Linked DNA regions of Mus musculus: region 2 is linked to region 1. The links are chromatin contacts, called in public Micro-C maps. All regions are on one chromosome and are shown on one strand. Each heading gives the region's core, a stretch centred on a gene start, on an enhancer-like site or on the middle of the called end of the contact. The rest is flanking DNA. Distances are from core to core; before and after follow the strand shown.

What was found. Hi-C and Micro-C count contacts between places; a contact is called where the count stands out from the background.
Region 2: a contact with region 1 is called in a Micro-C map of embryonic stem cells, with 6 times the contacts expected there. The contact joins the promoter of Unc80 here to the promoter of Kansl1l in region 1. A contact is called at or near these places in 3 of 39 promoter capture datasets (cranial neural crest, embryonic stem cells and hippocampal neurons), 3 of 484 Hi-C or Micro-C datasets (all in embryonic stem cells) and 1 of 115 datasets of contacts at active chromatin or transcription factors (embryonic stem cells).

What each region holds. Positions count from the first base shown.
Region 1 is chr1:66,814,925-66,820,464 of GRCm38.p6, forward strand. It overlaps Kansl1l (KAT8 regulatory NSL complex subunit 1-like), which reads right to left and starts at 2,671. Exons shown (of 15, transcript NM_001122738.1): 1 at 2,450-2,671.
Region 2 is chr1:66,466,652-66,471,989 of GRCm38.p6, forward strand. It overlaps Unc80 (unc-80, NALCN activator), which reads left to right and starts at 1,283. Exons shown (of 65, transcript NM_001368824.1): 1 at 1,283-1,887; 2 at 2,813-2,861; 3 at 5,325-5,338. The coding sequence starts at 1,796.

The DNA.
Region 1 (5,540 bases), core at 1,421-3,920:
CCTGTTTGTGTAGCACAGAGTCTATGGGAGAAATAACGATGATCAGGATGAAATGTTCACAGTAGCACCTTGGAAGCGTGGTGAGTGAGTCAAGGATATCCACGTGTAAGGATACACGCAGGAAAAGCAGACCAACATTTTGGATATGCCATGCTTATCAATGGCAAGTTACTGGAACATTTAATAGAAAACTATAAAGACTAGTGAGGCCTAGCCGTATGGAACAAGTACTCAAACAGCTCAATCAGTTACTACATTAGCAACTCTGTACTCTTAAGACAAAAAAGGAAAAGACAATTTCCTGACGGCTCACCGGTTTAAAAAAAAAAGTTTAAATATTTGCAGCCAATCGGCAAGTCTTTACTAGACATCCACTATTTGCTATACTCATGTGAATATGAAGTTTTCTCTCAAATACCTAACAGTAAGTTAGGAAATGCACCAGATACCACATACAGGTCAGTGTGGGAGTGGGAGTGGACAACAAGGTTTTCCCCATATAGCCAATCCTGGGTGATGAACTAGGCTATGGCAGGAGACACATTTATACCTCTATGAGTAAATTAATACATGCTCAAAATTGGGGTGTCACAAGAGCATAAAAACTTTAAAAACCGGCTCAGACTCCTATAAATCTAATGGGGAAAGGGGAGTATACTATTTCAAAGACTTGTGTAATAATTTACACAAAATATTAGAAAAACCCCAAACATCTGCCAATAGGAAAAACTAAAAATATACTCAAATGATGAAAATGTTAAGCAGTTATTAAAATCGTTTTTCAGAGAATATTTAATATTTCTACTTTTAAATTAACTGAAAACGCATGCTCTCCAGTTTTAGGGAAAATTATACATAGATAAGAAGTGATAGCAGACCTTGACAGTGATCTTTCAAACCGTGAAGAGAAACTTAAAGTTACAGCAGTTAGGCACACGTTCCTAGGTCAGCTCTAAAGGGGACCTGGATTACACAGCAAGTCCGGAGGCCAGCCTGGTTACATGGCCAGAAACAACACAAAAAGTGCAACAGATCTGGCGAAAATCAAATATCTTACTTCACGGCTTATTCTTAAAATTCCAAAAATATGCTAGCTTTGTTAAAAACTGACGTTATGTTACACCACCACATTACGTGGTGATTTATGCTCACTAACACAAGGCACGTGATCTTCATTACACTCTTTTAAGGCAGGAACTGTATTACGAAACGGTTTTCCAGAGGAAACAGATGTATCAGCAAGGCTGTGACTTGCCCAAGGAAACGGCTAGTTAGCTCTCTGGAAACCGCAGAAATCAACCCCCGGCATTACTAAACAGTCTGCGTTCCACACCTGCGCTTTTCCCCCTCCACTGTCGAATTATTTTTAGAACTACTTCTACCCTCAAATCCTGCCTGTTTTGCCAGCTGTGCTCAGGAACAGTTTCGGGGAAGTTATGTTGCTATCAAACTTGCCCTATCCAATCAGGATTTAAAAACCTTTCTACAAACACAAAGTTAAACTATTAAAGGCGGCGGCGGCGGCCAATCTTTCTTAGTCTCTCCGGCACATTCTGCGTCCAAGCTGGGGGAATCAAAGCCAGAAGGTGACTCCCACAACTCCAGTCTCCCGGGAACCCGCGATGGGAACAGCGAGGACAGGGAACCGCCACCGCGCCTTCTGCGGGGGTACCGAGGACGCCCACGCAGCGCCCGCTCCTCGCAAGGCAGATCCCAACAGCTCCTTCCCCGATTTGGGACCACACAACACCGTCCTGCATTTATTTCTCCTTACCAAACGCTGTTTCTTTTTTTAAAGCTAGCCCTCTCCCCTCTTGGGCACAAGCAGCAACACCAACTCGGACCGGTTACCTTTCAATAAACCACAACACTCCCTTCCACCCCAAACAATTCTAAAGGCCAAATCCATAACGGCCCCAAATAAGAAGAAATTAATGTCGCCGCTGGCCAGCCAAGCTCAGCGTTACGGAAAGCTTCCCACAGAGCGCCCCACACCCCCAGGACAGGCGCCGCTGCTCCAGCCTTGCGGGGGGCGGGGGGGGGGGGAGGGAGAGGGCGTGCCCAAGAAAAACCACGTGTTCCGCCTTCTGCGCACGCGCCAGCCAAAACAAAAGGGAGGCCTGCCAAGCCCCGCCCCATCCCCACGTGACTCGAATCCAGGCCCGCCCCCTGCCCCGCCCTCCCCTCCCCGCCGTGTCTGCCAAGGCTGTTAGGTTTAGCCGTTTAAATTTGGCTGCGGTCCGACCCCTGCCCCAAAGCACGGTCTTGTGCCGGGGCCCGCAGTCCAACGGCAAGCAGGGTTCGGGGTGCAAAGGGGGCTGCCCGGCGGACGCCGAGCCCGCGAGTCCACCCGGCGGTCTTCTCCGCTCTTTCCCGCCCCGCGCCGCCGCCGTCCCCCGCCGAGGAGACCCACCCCCCTCAGCCCGCCGCTGCGACGCCGGCCACTCGCCTGCTGGGGCGCCCTGGCTGCCCTCCGCCGCCGCACCTTCGGTCCGGCCGTGGTGGGGGCCGCCGAGGCGATCTCTAGCTGTCCGCCCGCCTCCCCCCACCCGGGGCGCCGCCGACTCGTCTCCAGAGCGCGCCCCGCTCCCGCCCCGGCTGACGCCGCCGCCGCGGTTTAACAGTCCGCCCGCTGCCCGCAGCTCCGGGCGCTCGGGGGACGGAACCCTACGGCGGAGGGAGGGGAGTGGGGGAGGGCGGGGCCCGGCGCCGGCCAATGGCAGCGGGGGAGGGGCGCGCCATGCAAATGAGACGGGCGGCGGGGAAACCCCGGCGGGGGCGGGGCCCGCGGAAGCCGCTGGGAGCGTTCTGAAAGCAGCCTGAGCGCGGTGGCCGAACTCTGCCGGCTCCCAGTGCGTTCCGCGCCGCCGTTGTCCCGCGCTCTCTCCACCCCGGTGCCAGCCCGCAAAAGTCACCCCGCCGGCCGTGCTGCGGGGCGCTGCGGTTTCTTTAGGTCTGTTACAGGAAAATAAGACCTGGAAACTCCGGGCGGGCAGGGCCGTCCTGGCCAGGCCGAGGGTTAAGCAGCCCTCAACGCTCCAACCTTTTGCTTCTATGGGTCCCAGAGGCTCGATCCCGAGTCATGCTCTGTCGGACCTCTGAGGACCTTAAAATAGGTGGCAGACCTGCCATGGATACATTTGAGTTAGCTTATGATTAAGGAGCTCTGCAGTTAACTCTGAGGTAGCGCAGACCAGCGGGATTTTAATGGAAACAGTTGGCTAGAGACAGAAACATCTCTGCGAGCGAGTCTTGCACCTGGCCCAGCTCGCAGCTCGCAGCTCACCACCGTTAAACGCACCCGGGCATTTCCCCAGGCTTGAACTTGATGCTTGAGAAAAAAACGATAGCCTAAATATAGCTCCTTAGATAATAGATTAGACGCTTTGCTAAGCAGATTTTCACTAGAATGCTGTAGGAAGTGAAAAGGCACTAGAATTTTTAGATCGATATATCACTTCTACCTTATTTATTTGGAAGGGCTTACAGGCAGGAGTGTATAGAATTGAAGTCATAAAGAAGCAATACTTAAGACATTACCAGAGTTGGAAAATTAACTGTTCTTTCTTTTTCTAGTACATGAATAAATAGCTGAAATAATTTTTATGATAAACTGCCTACAGTAGGGAAAATGGTTATAAAAATTACTCAGAACAATAATTGCTCAATATGGGTCAAGGATGGGCAGTCCAGAAAATAGATTTGCCTTCATTCAATTAAAAATCATGGACTAACAGTGTGTTGGAGGAAAAAGTAAACACTGGATATTTGTCATATTTAAAGGGATGGGTAAAACACTTAAAGAATGTGGTAGGGTCTGGAGTGATGGTACAAACCTTTAATCCCAGGCACAGGTGGGCCAGCCTAGTCTAGTGGTTAGGTCCAGGATAATCATAGCGACATACTGAGACTGTGTCTAAACCCAAAACAAAACTGCACAGTGGATGTATAGCCGTTTGAGAAGTCAACGGTGATCAAGCAGTTCTAAGATCCTGTATTCACCTGGGCATTCATTTTAAAGGCTTCACAAAAAAAAAAAAAATGGGAGGAAGGCATGAATAACTTAGAAAGCAGTACCCTTAGGTGGAGATGATATGCATCCAACTATTGGAGCAGAAAACAACACTGTCTCTTACATTGTTAAATCATAGACAAGAGAGGGCGCTTGCCTAGCATGGGTGAAGGAGGCCCTACACTCAGTATCTAGCAGAGTAATGACTGACAAGGAATTCAAATTTAAAGCTGGGGTAATTATGGAGCCTACAGGTTACTTTGTCAAGCCAGGTGTGGTGGTGCACGCCTTTAATGCCAGCACCTGGGAGGCAGAGGCAGGTGGATTTCTGAGTTCGAGGCCTGCCTAGTCTACAAAGTGAGTTCCAGGACAGCCAGGGCTATACATACAGAGAAACCCTGTCTCCAAAAAAACAAAACAAAAACAAAAAAAAAAAGGTTACTTTGTCCCTGTGAAGTAATTGCTTATTACCAAAGCAAAATCCTTGTAAGTTAACCAAATGTGTACTGAAAACATATTTTGTGGTGATATTTATACTCATAAGGGGGACAGAGCAGCAGGGTGCTTATATTTGCAAAGCATAGTAAACTTTGCAAAATTCATAGAAATCTACAACAAGCTTTTAACTGTAGTATCTCATTTGTTCATCAAACACGGTAGGAAATAGGTTGTTTTCCAACACTGGGGTAATCCTTGCATCTTATAGCTAGCCTCAGTCTGCCAGACTATGTAGACCTTACATAGATATAGCAAAATATGAAACCATCATGTATGTAACACTTTCCTTTTCCTTTTACATTCAATTTCATGATACTTCAAAAGTAATAAGGAAAAGTAATAAGAAAAGAATGTGTAATACCACAAGCTGGAAATTTATTTTGTAAAAAGCACAAGGAAGAAAACTCAGTGATTTCTGTAACCTGCTGTAGTTCATATGTATGAAATGGCACTGCACAGAGGTTATTTTAACTCACTTAATTACACACTAAGCACATTGTTCCTTGACACTGAACAGGATTCTAAGTCATGTTTTCTGCTCCATGTAATATAAGCATGCCAGTTTTCCAAGTGACCTTAGAATACCTTAAATTCTAAAAATTGATATTATAAGACACTTGTCAAATGTTTTCCTATTTTACTTAGCACAATACTGAAAGGATTCATGTATTCTTAAAAATCAAGTATCTATTATTTTAAAGATACATTAAAAGAAAGCTGGTTTCCAAGAAAAAAATATATTATTGGTTAAGGAGAGGGAGAAGAGAAAGGTGTAAAAATCCAGCAACAGCAAGGAGAAGAGAAGGGCACAGTTCTTGCTGACATAATTATGACCTGACTGGGAGCCCGTGAAAGCACCCAGGTAAGCAGTATTGCCATGATTTCATGAGATAAAGCCGGCACTGGCATCCACTCAGTCACTTCTTCCAGTCAGGAAACACTGCTGCCGCACTTAGGATCCAGCTGACACCGTGATAAATGCGAGAGATAAAGATCAGCGCTGGCTTCAAGCAGCTCTCCGCCAAGAGTG
Region 2 (5,338 bases), core at 33-2,532, 350 kb before region 1:
CGTCCTATTATGTCTAGCTTGTAATTTTGTATCACGACATTGACTTGGGCTATCAAAGCACACTTTTCTAGTTCCCCTGTTTACCCTTTTCACATCAACCACACAAAAAGGAAAGGACGATTTCATTTCACGATTTCATTTCACTGGCAGGAAGGTTCCTTTCCAACAACCGATACCTGCCTGTATCTTCTTCCTTGTCTGCTCACAACTGAACTTATGCTCATGTTTGCTATAAACTCTTCTCTGCATATGGCTGTCTTCCCTTAAACACTGGGAGCCTTTTGTGAACAGGAATCAACATAAATACAGTTCCTGGCATAAATACACTTAATAAATATCCATCAAACACACTTTATCTGGTTTCTATCTTAGTATGTTTTAAGATCTATATTTTGCTGGGTGTGCATCTCTCCAATCCTGGCACTAGGACAAATGAGATGGGAGGTAGGTGATTGTTTGAGGGAAGCTTGGGCTCCCTAGCAAGACACTATCTAAAGTAAAATACTTATTTTTTAGATCCTTATTTACCTTCAAGAAGGTAAATAAAAAGTTTATTTCTGGGTCCTTAAGATCACTATGTATCATAGTTTTCTCCATGTGGGTTATGCGAGTTGTTAACAGAGGATGTCATGTCCTAGCTCCTAAGATAAAGGCCGAAGATCTGACTTGTCATTTCAAGTTGTACACTCATCTCCGTTTAAATAACATGTTTGCTATGTTTTGTTGTTGTTGTATGTTGTTTGTTTTCTTTTGTTTTGAATGTTTGCAAATAGATAAGTCTACAGCATTGGTTTTGAAGTCGGGCTGCGTCATCCAACCTCACCTCACCCCCACTTGCCTCAATGTTAGATAATACTTGTTAAAGGAATACAGCTATAAATTACGCGGACGTTTATACACGGAAGGAACATGGCAGCAGTGAGAACAAGATCACCAAAGTGCATTTAACGACCTATAAAAATAATGCTTCGTGTGATTCAAACGTTGCCTCCCAGTTTGCAACTAGCGGAAACCCACAGCTGGGTAGTTTGTCCCACCCTGCTTTAGTAAATCAAGCCCGGGAGACTTCTTCGCAGTTATCAGTAAAAACAAATTCTCACATAGGAAAACTTCTCAGTTTCCTCCCACTTGCCAAGCCAGCCTCCTGCCCTGATTTCATTTTCTAGCAATTCCCCCCTGCCTTCTTGCTAAACCCGAGATGGACTGCTGACCTCTTTGCAAGAGGTGCGAATGATGCCAGAGCTCTGCGGCTCTCCAAAGCTCCTCCTCCCCAGAGGTCGACAGTCCTTCCTTCGGACGCAGAGGTTGGGAAGCAGGACAGGGGACACTGCTGGGGTGCACTCCGAGAGGAGCAAGCAGAACCCTGGGTGCCGAAGAGGCCGCGTGGGGGACCGGCGTGCCCGTGCCATGCGGAGCGTGGACTCCCGCGGCCACCCCGCAGCTGCAGCCCCGGCCCCCGGCTCTGCTCCGCGGCTGGGCTGCCCCGCGCGGGCCGCTGTCCACAGTGGGAGGTGCTGAAAGCAGGGCGCGGGGGCGGCGGGCCGGCCGTCTGCTCCGAGCGCCCCCCTCCGCGCCGCGCCGCTCCTCCGGCCCTCCCCTCCTCCATCAGCCATGTTCCGCGCGCGGGGAGGGCTGGGGGAAGGGGCGAGAGCCGGGGGCCGGCGGCGAGGAGAGCCGCCTCTGCCTCGGGGAAGGAGGGGATGAGAGCTGGGGGGAGCAGCGCGACGAGGAGGCGGCGGCGGCCGGCGAGGAACCCGCGCTGGGTTCTGCGGTAGGACTCCCGGGAGCCACCATCATGGTGAAGAGGAAGAGCTCCGAGGGCCAGGAGCAGGACGGCGGCCGCGGCATCCCTCTGCCCATCCAGACCTTCCTGTGGCGGCAAACCAGGTGAGGGGCGCGGGGCAAGAGGTGGCGCTCGGGGGGTCGCCGGGTCGTCGCCACCGCAACCAACCCCGCCACTGAGGCCGTGCCGCAGCCTGCAGCTAGCAACGTCTCTAGGGTGGAAAGACAGCCCTCTGCACCCACTTAAAAGCACGCATGAAAAAATATAGATAGATCTCACTGAAGTTTGACAACAAGCAGATTGTCAGTTTTCTAATAAATATATACATTATTGAGGAGGTAGGGATGGGAGGGCAGAGAGCCTGGGCAGAGGGGGCGGGGAGCTAGGAAGGTAATTGGGACTGAACCAGCTTGCGCCTCCAATTCCCCCTCCATCTCCTGCTGTAATCCTTGCCTGGTGACCTGTTGTTTTCTAGCTTGTTTGGCATGTCTGCTGTGCCCACTTGTTAACCATGTTTGCTTGGATACAGCCAGCCTCGTCTTCATGGTTAAAGCCCCTGGGCAAAATGATTTTTGATAGATTTCTTTCACCTGGCCAGGCCTGACACCCCGGCCAATAAACAGTAAAGGGCTTTCTCGTTATTTTAGAAATTGAGTACATATAAAAATAAGACGCTGGGAATTATGACCCACATCCGAGCTCATTTTTCAGTTTGAAAGATAACTGCATGCACGGGGAATGCACCAATTCTGACCATGGACGATTTAGAATTTTAATAGTTAAGAAAAAAGTCTTCAAAATAAGAGCGGCATGGGAAATTATGAAGAGCAAAGTCTTTTTCGTGTGTGTAATTAATGTGTAATAGCAAATGTTGTCAGCTATCCAATATCTGCTCATCAACAAGCGATACAGAAGCATGAAGTCTGAGTTTCATACCGCCATGCCCTAGTCATTGAAAAATATGTCATAGAGATGCCTTAAAAATAGTTTTGCTCATGTTTATAACAAAAACCTTTACTAATTTTTCAGTGCATTTTTGAGGCCTAAACTGGGGAAGCAATATGAAGCCTCTTGTGTGGTATGTGATTCTCACCATTTAATGATTATTTCCATATTCTCTCTGTATGATAATTTACCCCGAGGAAAGACTGAATCCTATTAACGCCAAAAGTTACTTCAACTGACAAATATCAGTGAGCATTTACCATGTACCAGACATAGTTCCATCCTGTTGGGGTAGGGCAAAGACATAAACAAAGCCCAGAGTTTACACACTAGCAGGAGGCAGAAAGAACACAGACGACTAGATACATAAAATACTTAATAAGATAGATGGTGAGACACACTGTGGAGAAAAGTAACAAAGTATATCAGAAGAGATGTGGTAAGGGGGTTATTTCATAGACAATGATTAGATAAGGCTTAATTGTTAATGTGATGCATGGGCAAAGACACAAGGTGTACAGGAAGACATCCCATATTGAGAGGAGAGCCAAGGAAACCACAAAGGACCTTAGCATCAAATGTGAATAAGTGTGAATCAAGTGTGAATAAGCCAGTGTAATGGGAGTTATTGATGGAGCAGTAGAAGAGAAGGTGGAGAGAGAAGAACTAGGCTCAGGAGGGCCTTTTAGGGAAGATTAAAAATCAAATAGTTAGTCAACAAAACAGGGACAATTATGTGCTGGTTATTCATGCAGTGAATGACTGTGGAGTACTTAAATAACTTAATAACCAATTCTGTACTCTTATGTCTTTCATACATTCTGCAGTTCTGAAAGTTGAAAGTGAATGATCTAAATCTTTATGAAAATAACGCTATCGGTATTAATACAGAGTGAAGTGAACTCGTCCTGAGGTTGGAAAGGAATCCCATAGCCATATAAGATCTATTTTGCAAACTGAGAAAATAAGACATGAAATCATGACGCAAGAGTGAAATGGATTTTAACAGACCCACAGATGGCTTTGGATCCTATTTAGTATAGTGGGAAAGTGTAAAGCTGTCCATTTCTAAGCTGCCAAACGTATTTGTAAGAAGCTGTGTGGATGATACTCTAGTATGGACTTCTGAAGTATCAGATCTACAAACCATGGTACAAATCAACTGGAGAGTTAAGCACATGTGCACACATGCACAGGAACATGGAGGCATTGGCTTTATTGAGCTGTCACAAGGATACTCTCAAACATGTCTTTCTTGTCAGTATTGTCAGTGGAATTTCTTGTGTCGGAGTTATTACAATAACTTAACACCTTAAGCCCGTCCTTAAAGCATGCTGATACTTACTCAGCTTAAAATAGCCAAGACTTTTCTCTGTTCATGGTAAAGAGCTATCTGATGTTTTTAAAGTGCTCACAAAATACCAAGTAGCTATGTTTCACACATGGATAAGCAGATAAATAGGGGATGGGGAAAATTGATATCAATAAAGGACAGAACTCTGGAGTTTCTTAAGCTATTAAAGGTTACATTAGCAACATGTAAGAAGAAATTGCACTAACTACCCAGTTCCTTGAGATTATGAGATTGAGCAATTCATCCTCTTTGACATATCTGTGTACCTATCAATTTATAAAACTTAGGATTTTGTTGTTGTTGTTGTTGTTGTTTTGCTTTTTCTTTTTAAGTAAGAAAAGAAATAGTTCTCTTAGATAATGCCTGTAACAATTCAAGTTTGCCAAATAGCTTAATAGTTACGAGTACCTTAGAATATGCAGGGTTTATGGTAGAGCCCTCTACAAGACGATTGCACACGTGTCATATGTATTGACTTTGTTCTAATAGCTGGTCAGTACTGAAAAACAAAACAAAGCAAAACGTGTATAGGTCAAACTGTTTCTTGGAGTTTTCTTTACTCTTGACAAGGACGGAGAGTTTTTTGAAACCCAAGGCAAAGGTGGCTCACTTGGGGCTGTTTCCCTCCTCTCTCTTCCTGGTTTAGTTAAGAAATTCCTTTAATGTATCATTGCTTTGAAGATAAAATGAGTCTGTGGCCCCAAATCAGATTTCCTGAACTAGTCTCCTATCACAGTTCACACCTGTTGAGTACACTGACATAAATTCCTTTTCTCAAGATACTTTCATGAAACACATTTTGATTTGGTCTAGAGCTGTGGGAGCTGCTTTGAATATGGAAGCAACATTTCAATAGCATATATTATAAATATAATACTATATTATAAATATTATAAGTTTACATATGCATGCTTATGTATATATAATGTAGTATATGAAATAAATATTATATTGTAAATAAATATAAGATATAATATATCTTGATAACAAATGGGTTGCTATGTGAAGAAGTATATTTTAACAGATATAAAAATAGAGATCATTTTAAGCCTACAAATTGACAACTGACAATGATTTATGGTTGACTCACTGCAGGTCAGTGTATGTCTGGCAATAGTAGGAGTGTTCCTTAAAAACTGAGTTCTATAATTATCTTTTGGTGTATGCAGTGTTTTAGCATTGCTGTTTTAAATAGTCTCCAATTCTTTATTTTGTATGCTTTTTAAAAACTGAAATCTGCAGTCCTTTGAACGAGT